Linked DNA regions of Mus musculus: all the other regions are linked to region 3. A link is a contact called in public HiChIP or PLAC-seq data. All regions are on one chromosome and are shown on one strand. The core of a region is the stretch at or near the end of the contact, and the rest is flanking DNA. Distances in the headings are between cores, read along the strand shown.

Region 1 (2,953 bases), core at 283-2,782, 1.6 Mb before region 3:
GATGCCCAGAGATTCTGTCACATCACTAGCCACTCCCAACTCTGACCCTAGAGGCTGGTCTTACAGGCAGGTACAGCCACACCCAGAATTTTACATGGATGTTGGAGGCCTGAACTTGGGTCCCCAAACTTGTGTTTCCTGCACTACAACCTACCAAGCTATCTCCCAAGCCCACAAGGAAAATTAAAAAAAAAAATTAACTACAACATCCAGAAATGAAAAAGACAACCATGTGAAATTAAAAGGTAAACAGATGGGCTGCGGAGGAGACACACCAGGAGAGTCTCAGTGAGACAACAGGGAACAGGTATTCAAAAAACCAGGGTGATTCTGTGCCTGCTACTGAGAATTAGGGGTACATGAGATGGGTTTCTCTGTATAGCCCTGGCTGTCCTAGAACTCACTTTGTAAACCAGGCTGGCCTTGAACTCAGAAATCCGCCTGCCTCCCAAGTGCTGGGATTACAGGCATGCGCTACCACAGCCCGGCCTTGTATTTAGTTTTTATAATACTGATGAGTGAATTGTATGATAAAATAAGAGGACTCACATCCAAACACACAAAAGAAACTATATTTCAATAAGAAAGTCAAGTTAAAGACATCTAGAGCTGCTGGGCGTGGATGGGCACGGGCATGCCCACACCTTTGATCCCAGCACTTGGGAGGCAGAGGCAGACAGCTAGCTCTCTCAAAATTTGAGGTCAGCCTGGTATACATTAGCAATACACCTGGTACATTTAGATACATGCAGGTAAACACTCATACACACAAAATAAAAATAAATACATCTTAAAAAATGAAAATGAGCCGGGCGTGGTGGCGCACGCCTTTAACCCCAGCACTTGGGAGGCAGAGGCAGGTGGATTTCTGAGTTCAAGGCCAGCCTGGTCTACAGAGTGAGTTCCAGGACAGCCAGAGCTATACAGAGAAACCCTGTCTCGAAAACCCAAAAAAAAAGAAAAAAAGAAAGAAAGAAAACGGAGGAAGCAAGAGACTGGGCTCAGATGTTAAGATCTCTGGCTTCTCTTCCAGAGGTCCTGAGTTCAGTTCCCAGCAACCACATGGTGGCTCACAACCATCTGTAATGCAATCTGATGGCATTCAGGTGTCCATGCAGACAGCTTTCATATAAATGAATGAATCAAGAAAGAAAGAGACAAACAAACAGAGAAAGAGGACAAAATCTATGAGTCATAACAGAGAGGCAAGAATGATTTGACACGTGTAACCAATAAACTTATCACATTAACAGAATGATAGACAGAAAGGCTGTATGACCATCGTGACATCAGACACAGGAAGAACCCATGGTACTCTGTGATGGTGCATGTCTGTAATGCCAGCCCTCAGGAGGCAGAGGCAGGTAGGGCTCTGTGAGTCTGAGGCCAGCCTGGTCAACATACTTTTAATTTCTACTTTAGTGGGTTCTGAGAAGGCCAGGCTGATTCTTTGATAGGCTTCACATTGGGAGTTAAGGAGACTAGGCCCAAATCTCTGTTTCTGAGAACCGGGCAAGTCCAGGCAAGTCCCCAGAAGCTGCCCCGCCCATCATCTGGCCTGAGGCAAGGACAATGGGTCAGCAGCAGCTTCCAGACCTTCCACAGCAGGTTCCCAGCCCTTACACCCAGGTAAAGGAATCTGCATAGAGATGGACCCAACAGATTAACACAGAGGTCACCTACCCAGAAATTCCCTAACGTGCTTTAAATCAGGCCTGTGAGCTCACCTGTGTGTCTCTCTATTCGGGTAATGGGAGACCCCAGCATGCTGGACTTGTGCAGAATAAAACACTCGTTGTGTTTACATAGTTTGAGTCCAGGGTATCATTCTTCAGAGAATGATAGACCCTTACAGGTTCCAGTACAAAAAAAAAAAAAAAAAGGAAGGGAAAACAGAGAGACAGAGGGAAGAAAGGACAGGCACAGAGGGACACATTTCACAACAAAGGCTGTGTGTACTGAGTGGGAAGAGCTGAAAGCATTCCTTGAGGTCAGGAGCAACAGGAGGACGCCATCCTCACACTCTTACTCAAAGCATGCTATAGTCCTAGACAGAACGATCCAACACGAGAGGGAAATCAAGGGCAACCAAACTGAAGCTATGGCAGATAGCATGGCCTTACCATATAGAGGGCTTTTATGTTTGCTTTGTTGTTTTCGAGACAGGGTTTCTCTGTGTAGCCCTGGCTGTCATAGAGCTCATTCTGTAGACCAGACTGGTCTTGAACTCACAGAGATCCACCTTCCTGATTCCCTGAGTGCTGGATCTTAAGGTATGTGTCACCACCCTCAGCTGATAGCCTTAACTTTAAAACAAGGTCATTTCTATTTTTATGTGTATGGCTATTTGGTCTGTTTGTACATCGGTGCACCAGATGTGGGCCTGGCTCCTGGAGAAGCCAGAATTATGGGACTGGATCACGTTGTGGTTTGAATGAAAATGCCCCCCACACCCACCCCACCCCCACCTCACCCCTGTAGGCTCATAGGGAGTGGTGGTATTTGAAAGGATTAGCAGGGGTGGCCTTGTCGGTGGAAGTGTGTCACTGGGGGTGGGCTCCTGGGTTTCATTTCTCTCTTCCTGCCTGTGGATCTGGATGTAGAACCTTGACTCCGTCTCCAGCGCTGTGTCTGCTTATGTGTAGCCATGTTCTCTGCCCAGTGATAATGCACTAAGACTCTGAAACTATAAAGCAGCCCTAACTAAACGTTTTCCTTTCTAAGAGTGTCTATGGTGTCTCTTCATAGCAATAGATCAATGACTAAGGCCGGTCCCCTGCAACCAGGGTGAGCTGCCACGTGAGGGCTGGGGCTTGAATCTGGGTCCTCTGGAAGAGCAGCCAGTGCTCTTAATCACTGAGCCATCTCTCCAGTCCCTATATAAGAAAGTTTAAGGGTTTCGTTAATAAATAAATACCTACCAAAACTGATAAAAGAAAAAAATGATGTAAGA
Region 2 (3,289 bases), core at 59-2,558, 1.5 Mb before region 3:
CTGGGGGGTGAGGGGGGGGCTCTATGCCTTCACAGAGCTGAACCCCTGGAAGAGGGCACTTCTTTGTTTCCTAATACAAAGTTACATTTAGTCCGAAGGCAGGTGCCATGCCACGCTAGCTATGGTTTAGACCAGGGCAACCACAGGACAGTGTTTTTGGTCTAGAAACCTAAATGGTGCAAGCATGTGCAGTCTAAGGATGGCACACACCACTGTACCGTGTTGTCTTTATAGCTGTCCTGTTCTGCAGTGAGCCACCATGCACACAGCAAGCAGCTCCCCAACCCCACCTCCTGAGCAGCACCTGGCTTCCAGCAGCCTCTAGCCCCTGCAGACAGAACATCTCTCACCAAAGCGTGAGCATCCTGGTGGGGGAGCTGCTGGTCTTTCCTAGAGCCTGGAGACTGGCAGGGGGCTTAGGTCCCTAATTCTTTCCTCACTCTCAGAATTTAGGATCTTGCTTTCATTGTTAACCTGGAGGTTGAAAAAGGTACCCTAGCTTAACACCCCCCCCCACACCCACACACACCCCTTTTCTTTGAAAAGTAACAATGCATATTAATTGTTTTTAAAGCACAAGAGGTAGAGATGACTTGGACCCTAAGACCCTGGATGGGCTGGCCACACAGTGGGTGCTCAAGTGTCGCCTCCCTTCCCACGCTGGGGCTTGTTTTGTGTTCATTAAGTTTACCTCGCAGACAGGCTTAAACATCTTGTTTCCTCTCCCCATCGACATAAATGTCTCTTTCATAAGTAACATTGGAAACATCTCTAATATGCTCACAGGTGTGTGAACTGTAGTTTATCTGAATCTTCCATTACTGTGCTTTTAGTCTGTTTTCAATTTTTCTCCTAATAAATGGTACGGCTGATGTCTTTATGCAGGGAAGTGCTTTCATATTTCAGCTTATTTCCTAAGGAGAGACAAAGTAGTCAGGAGAAAGATTAACTTGGTCAAAGGTTTTAAAATCTGATTTCATATTTCTTAAGAGGAAGGCACCTTATGAAACAACTTTATAATCTGTTGAAAAACCTGGTTATGTTCTTTTTTAATATTGTTTTTCAAAAGGACTCGTCTGAGCAATATCCTGTCCCTTTCAGCAGACAGCCACGATATGAAAAGAGATTTGTTCCCTCGCGCTCTTAGGGGGCGATCTGGCTCAGGAAACAGACTCATCGGTCCCCAGGAGTATCTGATGGTTGCTATGGCGACAAGTCATTTAACGCAACACCCTACGAAAGCACTGATCAATAAGGGAGGGGGTGCGATTGAAACAAATTAGCTGGTGTCTGAGTGGCCCTGCGCAAGAACAGCAATAATAGCCCTGTCAGTCCCTCCTGGGGCAGGACCCAGACAGGAGGCAGACGCATAAGCCTCATTCTGGCGCCCGTTGCATGGCGACGCTGCTGACCCAATCTGACCTGGAGCTGGGTCCTGGAGCTGGCCTCCCCCCCCACCCCACCTTCTGCACACTCCTACTGGGGTACCTTGTAGCACCTCACTGCAAAGGTGGGACATCCAGGTCCAGAGGAAAGCTGGAACAAGTTCACAGTTCAACCTCCAGTGGTTCCCAGCTTGGGCCAAACGAAAAGCAATAACCCCTTACCTTTCCTTCACCCGACCATCCTCTCCTAGGGGTGGGTGTCAGAGGGGCAGGGGAGACACAGGGAAACAAACCGTGGCTCAATCTGCCCTATGATGTAGGGTCCGTCAGCCAGGCTTGATGGGTGCTTATAATTGTTGTACCTATTATGAGGGGATAACGTGATAATCTGACAGAGAGTGGCTTTCTGTGTAGCAGATATCCACTTAGACTGACCAAGGCAGGAAGGGTATTGTGGGGAGCCAAGGGGTAGCCCAGGGCGGAGATCACACACAGATAAGGAGTAAAAGAGAGGACCAGGACCCCCAGGTGTGCATCTGCCCTCAGACCCCATAGCTGCAGCCAGGGCTTGCCTATGGGCTGGACTTCCCTGTCCCAGCAGCCTGGGCTGACGGCAGAGGGCTAACCCCCTCAGTTTGGGGTGGGCTGTGAGCCCCTTCCCAGAAGTCTGTCTCAGCGAGTGTCTGGGGTATTTCCTAGAAGCCTTACTTTGTGGGACTGGGGCTTCAGTGTTCAGTGGCTCAATTCCTGAGATCTTCCTTAAAGAATAAACTGGAGGTCCCAGAGAGCAGCCGTACTAGCACTGTCGGCGTCAGGGACCCACCCCGGTTCTCCCCCGCGCCCCCCGCCCCCCAGTGCCCTCATACGAGGACTCATACGATTTGAGCTTAGTGTTCCCTTAAGGCATGGGTACTGGCCAGCATGTGTGTGTGTTATACAGGGGAGTGGGCACACGAGTGGGCAGAGGGATTGCTCACTGCTTCCTGAGGAATGGGGTCTGGTTCTGGAGTGATCAGGAGCCAAGTCTGGGTTGGCAGGTACTAGTTCTAATTTCTTGCTTGTTGCAGTCTTTTTCAGCCTCAGCTTACATATCCTGGGAATGGGCGTGGGCGTGCGCCTACCTTATTGAACAGCTATGTGCACTAGGTAACTTGGTATGTGGTGTTTAGTCCTTTGGAAATAACTCCCTTGGCTCCTTACACAGGTGTCTCTTTATGGGTTCCAGAAGACTAGCCTGGGACCCCAACTCCTGAGAGGGCCAACAAGCAATACAAGATAAACACAGGCTTTGGACTGGACACAGGTGGACTGCAATCTCCTACTCTGCCAGCTTCTGGCTGTGCAACCTCTGCTAGATACTGAGGATCTCTGTGCTTTTTTTTTTTTTTTCTACAAGTGGATGCTTATTAGTGACGACAGTGCACCAGGAACTATGGTCCAGGCTGCAGAGGACAGAGGAGGCGGTTTTCTTTCAAGGGCGCACGCATTTCCAAGCCAGATAGCCCTCCCCAACTAGGTCTGCGCAGCAAAAATTCATGCGGGACAAGAGCGCAGGCGCCTGACAGCCCGTGGCGTAGCTGCTTCTAGAAGGATCCAGAGGAGTCTGGCGCTGGGCGGATGGGGTGCTTGCGACTGCTGCGTTCCTGCTGATAACCAGCAGGGGGCAGGCTGAGCCCACAAGCCGTCTTGTCCTCGCTTCACCCCGGCCCTGCGGCTGTGTCCCGGGACATGCGGCGTGCTTCTGCGCAGCCAGCGAGCTGCCCCCTCCCCGGGGAGCCTCTCCATCATCCGCGGGCCTAATAATTTACATTTAATTTGTTAGCGGTTTAATGTTTAATTTAAAAAACTGAATGATTCATTGCCATATTAATAAATAATAACATTTATTATTCTTCTAATGAGTG
Region 3 (3,307 bases), core at 481-2,980:
ACAGCTAATGCCAGGAATGACATCCGCATGAAGGCAGGCTCTCCCACGCTCCTACCTGTCTTCCTCTCTCTGGCTTTTTGACGCACGTTCCCTTCAACACAGAACAAGGGCTGAAGAGATGAGGCTCAGGAAGTTCTCCTCTTGCCTTCCCAGCATGCATGAGACCCCGAGTTCCACCTCCAGGGAAAGAAAAGGTAACCAGGTGTCATCATTCAGGAGGCAGGCCATGAAGGTGTCAAGTTCAAGACCAACCTGGGCTACATATCAAGAGCCTGTCTCGAAGCCACAGGCAGAAAGAGCCGTCTTGTCTCATCGGATGCCCTCCCGTTTCTTAGAACCAGAAACCAGGGTGGAGGCGTGAAGACCCGAGCTTTACCACCGGACCCCAGGGTATTCTTATGGCTGTGTCCCTGCAGGAGGATTGCTGGGGTTAATGGCAAAGGCCTCAGGAGGGATCCTACAATCACCCCAGTTCCAGTGTGTACTTCCTTCTTCCTCTTACCACCTGCCTTTAGAAGGCATCCAGATGACTCAAAGCCTGTGGAGATCAAACCCAGGTCTCCAGACCCCTAGTTCAGGGCCCAGTAGCCACCACAAGCACTGGACTAGGGGTCAGCAGGCCTGGACTTGGGTGTCGGCTTCACGAAGGGTCCATTCAATTCCAAGGATAAACACCACCTCTCAAACAACACTGGGGTCCCTGGTCTCAGAGCTGCCCCTCCATCAGATCTGCCATCCCACAACTCCGCGCCCAGTTTAGGGAGGGGAGAGGCAAGAGCAGAGTTCGAGTAACCACAGGAGTCTGTTACTCCACTCTCAGCTTAAAAGAAAGTCACGACCAGCAGAGGCCCGGTAAGTGATGGCTGTATCCATCACTTGGACTTGCTTCCAGACTCCTTGCTGTTGTAGATATTACCAGCAACTGGGGGGGTGGGGGGCGGCGCGTCGGGTTCTTAGCCCACCTCAACTTTAATGCTCTCCAAGCCTGGAATATCTGCTTGCTCCTTGTCCTGCACCTAGCTCACCCTGTCCCAAGGCCCAGAGCTGCAGTCAGATGCCCGCGCCCCTGATCTGGCCTGCTGGCGGCTCCCAGGAACACGTCGGGCTTGGCGGCACCCTTCCATCCTCAGGCCCCATCCACAGGCCCCTTCTGTTTGAAAACGTTTCTACGTCCTTCAAACTCAAGTCCCTGTCTCTGCCTGGGTGCACTGGGTCCTCAGTACTCCTGCGCGTTCGCTTAAGAAGATCCGGGGCCTCAGAGGCCCCTCCAAGTGGGCGGTCGTTCTCGAACTTTCCCAGCAAGCTGAGTCCAAGACCAAAGTAGGCCTTGGGAGAGTCGCGGCGTTCCACGTGTGCACTCGCCACTGTGTCCTCTTGACACAGGCAAGGACGATGAGGTTGAGCAGGAGAGTCGCATCCAAATACCGTGAGGGGTCCGAGGATTGAAGCAGATCGAGCGCCGCCCTTCGGACCGTGCGGTTGGGAGGTTCTGGGCTCCAGTGTGCAGTGTGCCCACCGCACTGCCCCTTCCTTGCGCCGTGCGGGCGGGCCCGAGAAGCACAGTCTTTGTCTACTGAGCCGGGAGGCACCCCCGCCCGCCGCGCCCGAGGCCACACCTTCCAGGCGCGCCCAGCCAATGAGACTTGGCGGCGGCACCCGGAGCACGGGGTGTGTCCGTGCCTCGCTTACCGATTGGTTGCGCTCTGCCCCCGCGGGGGCTGAGGCCGACGGGGCGGTGCGAGCGGTGCGAGGTGAGGCCCGGCAAGCTGGACGCCAGGGGAGTGCTTTTCTAGGAGTCGCCATCCAGTCGCCTCCCCGACCCGGCTGCGCGCCCGGAGGCCAGATAGCAGGAGTCGCGACGGCCAACCGCGGGCCGGGCCCGAGGAGTAGTAAGACACAGCCGGCTCGCCGGGCCGGGCCATGGCGCTCGACTTCCTGGCTGGATGCGCCGGAGGTAAGGAGATGACCGGCATGCCAGGCGGGCGTTCTGGCTGGTACGCGGCGACAGGTGTCTTCTTGACCCTTCCGTGCGCACTGAGTGCAAGGTCTGGGGATCCTGGCAGCACCGCGGCTTGGCCGGAGGCAGGGACAGAACAGAAGGATGCGGGCGCGCAGCCTACTGATCCCTTCCCGCAGCTGTCTGAGCGAGGCTGGTGACACCGCGCGACCTCCTAGAAGGCTGGCCCGACCCCAGGCGCCCAGCACTTCCCATGCATTGCTTTAAGCTGCTGGAGGGCTCAGGAGAGGAGGAGGCGGTCCACCGGGTGGTCAAATAAATGGTCATGTCAACCTGACTGAAGAGCGCTCGAAGCTGAGAGCAGGCTAGGTCTGCCCATGACACTACCGTGCGGACCTGTTGAACGTTTAGTGCCTTTCCTTTTGCCTAGAGGATTAGTTTATTTACTAAGTATTAAATAGAGCCTGGTTTAGCCGCTGGGATTCCAGGTGAATCGACTGAGGTGGTAGTGGTCTGGCTGGTTATATGTTCAGCTCTGAGGCCCAGACCTGGCTCCTCATCCACCTGTCCTGCTGTCTTCATCCTTCATAGCCCTACCCGGAAAGGTCTCTCCTGGAACAGTGATAGGCTGGAGTTGGCCTTAGGTGCTTAATCCGTGCTTGCTTCTTCCTGGATGGAGAACATTGCTGTCTGGCAGAATGCCTTCCCTGAGCAGTGACGTACCCTCTAGGTGCTTGAGAACCACCAGACTGTCACCAAGTCTTTCTTCTGTAAGCTGTGGGAAGGCCACAGAGATTTCCACAAGCAGGTGGAGAATTAGAGACCCAGAAAGAGCCCCATGCTAGCCCCAGCTGTAACAGGGCAGGTGAGGGCATCTTCAATGGCCAGGACTCCTGCCGTGGCCAAGACCCCCTTGTACTGCAGTTTCCCCAGGGCCAGAGTTACCTCCATTTGTAGCCTGGGATATACAGTTGATCTGGGGAGCATATATTCACCCTGAGGCCAGGCTTGCATAGAGACTTTGAGCACCCCCACTGTCCCACAAGCCCATGGGCACTTGCTCAAGTAGGCCCTCCCTGCCTGGGATACCCATCTGTCTTCAACCAGCCTGTCTCAGGGTGGTCATGTGCCCTGTCTCCAGCCTGGTCTGCATTCTCACCCAGGGTGTGTAGAGAGTGCCCAACTACGTGAAGTCAAGCACTGACTTCATGCACGTCTGAGGTTTCAGCTGAATAGAGGTGGAGGTCACCAACAGAGTAAGATTCATCATCTAGTAAGGAAAGAAATGGGGCGTGGAGTGGGAAACACACACTTAGCCTCTCTGATTTGGTAGGGCAGCTGCGGGGCAGA

What was found. HiChIP or PLAC-seq counts read pairs in DNA pulled down with a chosen protein or histone mark.
Region 1: an H3K27ac HiChIP or PLAC-seq map of trophoblast stem cells shows a contact between it and region 3, with 5 times the contacts expected there. The contact joins the enhancer-like site here to the promoter of Slc25a29 in region 3. A contact is called at or near these places in 1 of 39 promoter capture datasets (liver), 8 of 115 datasets of contacts at active chromatin or transcription factors (astrocytes, embryonic forebrain, embryonic limb bud and 5 more) and 1 of 9 other capture datasets (adipose tissue).
Region 2: an H3K27ac HiChIP or PLAC-seq map of thymic regulatory T cells shows a contact between it and region 3, with 8 times the contacts expected there. The contact joins the enhancer-like site here to the promoter of Slc25a29 in region 3. A contact is called at or near these places in 1 of 39 promoter capture datasets (cranial neural crest), 9 of 115 datasets of contacts at active chromatin or transcription factors (the NIH/3T3 cell line, SST interneurons, astrocytes and 6 more) and 2 of 9 other capture datasets (adipose tissue and pancreatic islet).

What each region holds. Positions count from the first base shown.
Region 1 is chr12:110,471,035-110,473,987 of GRCm38.p6, reverse strand. All of the region lies in intron 3 of Ppp2r5c (protein phosphatase 2, regulatory subunit B', gamma), which reads right to left. The region is part of intron 5 of Gm19605 (predicted gene, 19605); the gene reads left to right. Among named protein-coding and RNA genes, the nearest start is that of Gm19605, 13 kb to the left of the region's middle. Within about 2 kb of position 1,532, at least 36 of the 459 cell types and tissues checked have an H3K27ac peak or open chromatin away from gene starts, as enhancers often do. A contact at or near this core is called in trophoblast stem cells, where this site is marked.
Region 2 is chr12:110,373,345-110,376,633 of GRCm38.p6, reverse strand. No RefSeq gene overlaps it. Among named protein-coding and RNA genes, the nearest start is that of Gm40577, 43 kb to the left of the region's middle. Within about 2 kb of position 1,308, at least 19 of the 459 cell types and tissues checked have an H3K27ac peak or open chromatin away from gene starts, as enhancers often do. A contact at or near this core is called in thymic regulatory T cells, where this site is marked.
Region 3 is chr12:108,834,299-108,837,605 of GRCm38.p6, reverse strand. It overlaps Slc25a29 (solute carrier family 25 (mitochondrial carrier, palmitoylcarnitine transporter), member 29), which reads left to right and starts at 1,730. Exons shown (of 4, transcript NM_181328.3): 1 at 1,730-1,954. The coding sequence starts at 1,921. Mir345 (microRNA 345) reads right to left here and starts at 633; the gene lies at 538-633.